Regions from separate parts of the Mus musculus genome. Here region 1 is linked to region 2. Evidence: chromatin contacts called from public Hi-C data. All regions are on one chromosome and are shown on one strand. The core of a region is the stretch at or near the end of the contact, and the rest is flanking DNA. Distances in the headings are between cores, read along the strand shown.

Region 1 (3,178 bases), core at 621-3,120, 720 kb before region 2:
CAATAAGAAAAATGATGTTACAAATTTTATATGTACATACAGTCTGGTACATAGGTGCTCTAACTGATTGTCAATATTGTTCATTCATTTCTATGTATAATGTTTCATATAACTAAAGCTAAGATTTTTAGAAGCAAAAGAGAATAGTTCATGACCATTTTAAAAATGATACAGTAAGGTGGACTTCAGTATTATGTTGAATAGAGCTACTAACAACATTTTGTTCTTGATGTTACCACAACACTATTAAAGTTGTACCACAAATTTTTGTGTCAATTGTAAAAATTTAATGTCTGATGCAAGGTTACACAATTGTAATATTCTTAAATGCAACAAGAAATATCCTAAACTTTAAGGATTTTGATTATCAAGATACCACAGAAGTGAAGACAATGCACAAAGTGAAGGTATTTGTACATAAGGTACATTTATTTCTTCACATAGAAATTAATTAAAATATCCAAAATAAAATGAACTTAGATTGAAAGCAGTCATTTTTCCAGTAAGCCTAATAGCCAGAGGGATGTGAACAGGCGGATATCTTCAGGATGGAGGGGAACACATAACTTAAAGGAAATTCAATTTGATGACATTTTGGGGAAAACATTAAAAGACAGTTTTTATAATGATGAAGCAAACTAGTTGATGCAAAATAGATTGTATGTTTAGGAATTTCAAATCATAAATGTGTAGCAAACATGTTTGCATGGAAAATCAGAAAATATTTCACTTATTTAATATGCAAAGCCAGGAAGATAGGATTTTTAGGAAACTACATATTTTCAAAATCCTACTTTTAAAAGAGCAAGATATTTAAGAACACAATATACTGCTTAATGGTGATAGTGAAACAAGACTCTTTGCCTTAAGCTTTTGCAGCCATCACTAGGGTATTTTCTTTCATTATTTACATGTATATTTCAAATCTCTTTTATAATCCGGTAGTTTTTTAAAGGGAAGCCTTTACAATACTTTTCACAACATCACATCTGAAAGTTCTACCCCTTGAGTCAAGATTGCCTTGTTACCATGCAACAAAAACAAAACATAGAATCCTCTTGGTATGTGAGGCTGATGTAAGATGGAAACCCCAGATGCAGCCTCGCCTCTGCTGCAATTTTTTTTTTTTTTTTTTTTTTGCTTCTGACTTATTCTCTTTCTACTGTAATTGTACAATTACACAATTGTATTGTACAATTGTATTGATTCCTAGTATACTTGTGGAAGTTTAATATATCTGTCTGTCTACTTCTGACTTGCCAATAACTGTTTGATAAACTAAAACACGTTTTCAACTTTAAAACTTTGGAAATACCCAATGTATTATAAATCTGAGTAACATTTAAAAGGATTTTTTAAAAGTGAAAAACAAAACACATCTGGTCTCTATCAGAGAGTCTTGGCTTATCTTGAGAGGCAAAAGTGTAAAAGAACTTTCATTTCTCCTTGGAGCAATTAAGGGATACTGTCTGACTTAATGTAGTTTCCTCCACCATGACCCTGCAGTAGACTCCAGGACAAGCTAGGGGACTCGGAGCCTCTCCCCGAAAGCCCCGCCCGCTTAGGTCCGCCCAGAAGCCCCGCCTTCTCGGAGATTCAACCCCTGGAGCCACGCCCCGCGCTGTCCTTTAGGAGGCGGGACCTGGGAGGGGTAGCGGTGCGGCCGCAAGAGCTGTCAGCCCTGGTAGGATTCACGGTTCTTTCTCTTATCCGGTGGGTCCACGCGGAGGCAGGGTCCCAGACCCCGGTGAGCAATTGTGAGGCCCCGGAACTGAGACCCACAGGGACTCCGCAGCTAACCCCTGCGCGCTCGCCCGCCAGCCAATCGTGGGCCGCCTGCCTGCGACGCCCTTTGACCCCGGGCCTCTAGGAATCCAGTCGCGCTCAGCCCAGCAGCCCGGTTCCGCGCCGGTCCCCGCCGCTAGGTTAGTGTCCGCACCGCGCCTGAGCCCGTCCTTGTCTGCCTGGATGCCCGAGTTGGCCCTGAGGTGGTTCATCACCACTCGGTCCTGAGCCCCGAACCTGCGAGCGGAGGCCCCTGGCGGTCGCCCGGCCGTCTCCTAGCCCAGCTTACGACCCCGAAGGCCGCCAGGACAAGTGCGTCCTCCTCCGGGGTCTTTGTTCTGTTCTCCTTTAACTGGCCGGGCTCTGCCTTTTCCACTGTCCCTTCAGGGTGGCCGTCTCCTTTTCTGTCTGCGGAGGAACAAGTTGGCGAGGACCGGAGCTTAAAACTTTTGTTTTGTTGTTGTCAAAGACATAAACGGATAATATAGTGGGAGAAGTACTGAAAATGGCTTACAAGGAGGCTTTCGTGAGCGTTGTTGTGGGTCTGGAATGAGCTTAGAAAGACAAATGAGAGTGGTTGGTCTGATCGCATTGCAATGTGTGGGCTGCAGCTTGGAAGAAAAAAAAAATGCAGAACTACTGTAGGTTTTGGTGAAACTATTTCAGGTTAGTTACACTTACAAAGCTGCTGCTCTTATTCCTATAATAAGCAATGAGTTGAGTATGTGGTCAGAAAATAAACACAATGAGCTAGCTGCCTTCTCCTTAAGTGTGAGCTACAGCGGAAGGCGAGGGAACCATTGTTAAGTCACCTTCCACAGTGAAAAAATGTCATTGTAGTATGACTTCTCTACTTGAGGCCGCTCAGGGCAGGCTGGAGCCAGGAACCTAAGGTCCAGTACAGTGTTTTGCCTTTGTAGGGTGCTCAGCTGTTTACTAGCCCAAAATCTTGGAAAAAGTTCTCTGCTCAGTTTCATCACCTGTAACATGAAGTTCTGTTTCATAGACGGTTGTGAAGATAAAAATGGAAAATGAGATTATGCCGGACAGAACTTGTGTACAAAAGATTACCCACACTTTGACCTGAGCAAGATTCTGAAAGTTTTAGATGTGTGTTCTGAGCGTTAGCTGTATCTAACTGTAGGTACTTCCTCTAGCATAAAATTAGAAGAAAATAGCATCAACAGAATGAAATAAAACAGGAAGAATCTTTATAATTTAATTATAACTTTAAAATGGAATCTGCATTTTCCTGAGCTATATAATATGAGCAAATGCATTTAAAACAATCCACAACATTCGGCTTCAGGGTTATTTAGATCTCTTAGCTGCTTGAGGAGTATGTAGTACTATTCATTCGAAATCACTTGACTTTCACAACATAAAATTAGCA
Region 2 (3,072 bases), core at 365-2,864:
GAGAAGGAGTGAGAACAATGGAGAAAGATGAATTCACAGCTAAGAAGTTACTGCAAACGATGTAGAAGTTGCTAAGAGCTACTACGCACTGTAGTGATATGTAGTTCGGAGCAGTATGGTGATACATTCAGGTGCATCAACTATGAACTGGATATTTGACAAAGAAGAAAAGACTTTGAAGGTTTTCACCATAAAGAAATGGTAAATGCTCAAAATAGTTTTATCTGATTGAAACATTACATGATTTATTGAACGTTTTATGGTAGGTATTCTGTTACCTGTACAATTCTATGTTTTTTACATATCATTTAAAGTAAAATTTTAAAAAGTGAGTTTCAAGTAGGTGACTTAGAAGCAATGTCACTTTTCCACTCAAGAAAGAACAGGTGTCAAGAAGTGCTTGCTGACAGGAGCTGGATACAGCAGTCTCCTGAGAGACTTTGCCAGTACAGATGCAGATGCTCCCAGCCATCCATCGGATTGAGCACAGGGACCCCAATGGGGGAGTTAGGGGAAGGACTGAAGGAGCTGAAGGGGCCTAATCTGGTATCAAAGAGAGGGGAAGCCCTTGGTCCTGTGAAGGCTTGATGCTCCAGTGTAGGGGAATGCCAGGACAGAGAGGCAGGAGTGGGTAGTAGGGTGGGGGAGCATCCTCATAGAAACAGGTTAATGGGGGATTGGATAGAGGGGTTGCAAATGGAATACCGGAAAAGGGGATTGAAGAGGTTAGCTCAGGACTTTAGAAAATTCCACCGGACCCCTCGCCTCCTGGAAGAGAAAAGTCATAAAGAACATAGATACCCATCCTCTCTGGAATGGAGGGGCTAATTACATTTCTCAGACACAGGGAGGAGGGGCTGACAACCGGCCACCTGAGGGTAGCAGAGGCCCAGAGCTCATAGACACATTCCAAGACCTTGGCCACCTATCCCATTCCCTAAAGATCAATCAGTTTAAAAGTCACACTGTTCTGCCAACCACATTGTGCCTAACGGCTGCTGCCTTGAGAACCGTGTAAAGGCTCACCAGACAGGCTGTGCTTGGTCGTTCTCTCTCCATGTGCAGGGTGACCCCCCAACATGTTGAAACAATAAATTCCTCTTGCTTTTTGCATCAATTTCCAGCTCTATGTCATTCACTCAGGGAGTCCCCATAAGTTAAGGCTCACCAGAGTCTTACAGGATAAATGTAAATGAATAAAATATCCAATTAAAAAAAAAGAGTGGGTGTTTTACTTAAATAAATGAAGAATAATCAAATGATGCAACAAATACCTAGAAGATATTTGGTGGGGGACTGGTGTGGTTATAAATGATGCAGGACTGCCAAAGTTAGTTTCTCTGTCTTATCATTTGAATGTAAGGAAATTTCATATTTAAACTAAGAAGATATAGTAATATACCAAAGTAAAATGAGGTAGCTCTGTGTGTGTGTGTGTGTGTGTGTGTGTGTGCGCGCGCGCACGCGCGCGCAATATTTCCTGGTGTTTCATGGGCTATATGCTCTGATTTAAGACCTGGCAGGAATCATAGGAATCATAGTGAATGCTGGCACTGACAGCCCAGTTATGAAAGACTGCTGGCCTCCAGGGGCACCATAAGCATATTCTAGGAAGAAAGAAAAAAGTCATAAAGGAATGCCTGCTCCTGTCTACAGCATCCCCTAGGGAATATGAGCCAGACTATACTTGGGCTCTGTGTCAAATCTGATTGCTGTGACTATAGCTCAAGCTGGTAAATAGAGCTTCTACAGTGAATAAAGACAGTGATTAAGAACTAGTGATATAGGAGAGAGAGATCGGATGAAAGCACAAAGAAAAAGAGGTTAATCCCTGAATTAAAACAAAAATTCAAAGGGAATGAACATAAAAAGCACTGAAATAAAAGAGTCAATAGTGCATGAAAAACGGCATTTGGTAGCACATTTATTAATAGAAACAAACATCTGAAAGTGGAAAGGAAAGGGGGGCAGGGTAAAAGAAAAATGTCTTTCACTGGGTTGCCTAAAGACAGACAGAACTCCAATCTAAACCATTCTGAAAAGGACTCAGCAAAAGGACCAGTGACATTGGGGGAGCCCAGGTGACCCTGTACTTACTAGAGGAATTAGTAGAAAGCTCCCCAGAGTCCCAGGAAGCAAAACACAGGCTTACTCATGGAAACACCAGACATTTTATTTAAGAATCTTTGACAGAGAGTCAGAGACACAATTTTGAGTTCATTCCAGAAATCAACAAGTATCTTCTTGCCAAAAAGTAAACGGCTTCTCTCCCAAGACAAGAGGTGTACAGCTCAGCATCAAATGTAGAGACCTGTGGGAACTGAAGCCAACAAAGCCCTCGAGAAAGGGAGAGCTCTGAGATCATTTGAAGTTTCAGAGGACCTTGAAAGAGAAGTCAGGAATGTATACAGCTGCATAGTATAAAACAGAGTACACTGTGGTATAGAATAAAGGAATAGTATTTTGTTTTAAAATGTCTAAGTATTCTTAGTGTGAAAATTGCAAGGAAAACAAGCAAACAAAATCTTTCCTTTCTGCAGACAGTGGTGATCAAGGAATCAGATGGACCATGGCAATTTGTATCTTTGGAGTTTGAGTAACCACAAACTAATATGATGCTATTATCAGATCATGATTATATTGAAAAAGAGTAGTTCTCTGAACTTACTATGCACATACTAACTTCCATTTACAAACTGACAAGTTCCTAAACTTTACCTGGAGTTGGTAAAAGAATTTATACAAAGTAATATAATTATTCCAGTTTTAAGAATGTATATATTCTATACTTTTCAAAGTTTTAATCCAGATAATTATAAGTTTTTGAAGGGTTCATGATCTACACTTTGCATCTTGAGGGAAAGAGAAACGAATTGGTGTAAAGATTAGTTTATACAAATTTTTTTCTCTGATTATTTGGAGTGGAGGTTGTTTGGTACTTTTCTTTGGGTTTGTCTACATCAAGTAATAAAACAGTTATAGCTAATCTACACAAGTGAAACTGTTAGATGGATATAGTATAGCACTTGAACAGAAGAATAGCAAAGAAAAGTGAACCCAGAGTAACTCTAT

The links. Hi-C and Micro-C count contacts between places; a contact is called where the count stands out from the background.
Region 1: a Hi-C map of cerebellum shows a contact between it and region 2, with 1.8 times the contacts expected there. The contact joins the promoter of Manea here to the enhancer-like site in region 2. A contact is called at or near these places in 2 of 39 promoter capture datasets (embryonic stem cells and hippocampal neurons) and 1 of 484 Hi-C or Micro-C datasets (cerebellum).

Annotation. Positions count from the first base shown.
Region 1 is chr4:26,345,344-26,348,521 of GRCm38.p6, reverse strand. Manea (mannosidase, endo-alpha) reads left to right here and starts at 1,870. Exons shown (of 5, transcript NM_172865.2): 1 at 1,870-1,925.
Region 2 is chr4:25,626,198-25,629,269 of GRCm38.p6, reverse strand. The region is part of intron 2 of Fut9 (fucosyltransferase 9); the gene reads left to right. Among named protein-coding and RNA genes, the nearest start is that of Gm24977, 61 kb to the right of the region's middle. Within about 2 kb of position 1,614, at least 25 of the 459 cell types and tissues checked have an H3K27ac peak or open chromatin away from gene starts, as enhancers often do. A contact at or near this core is called in cerebellum, where this site is marked.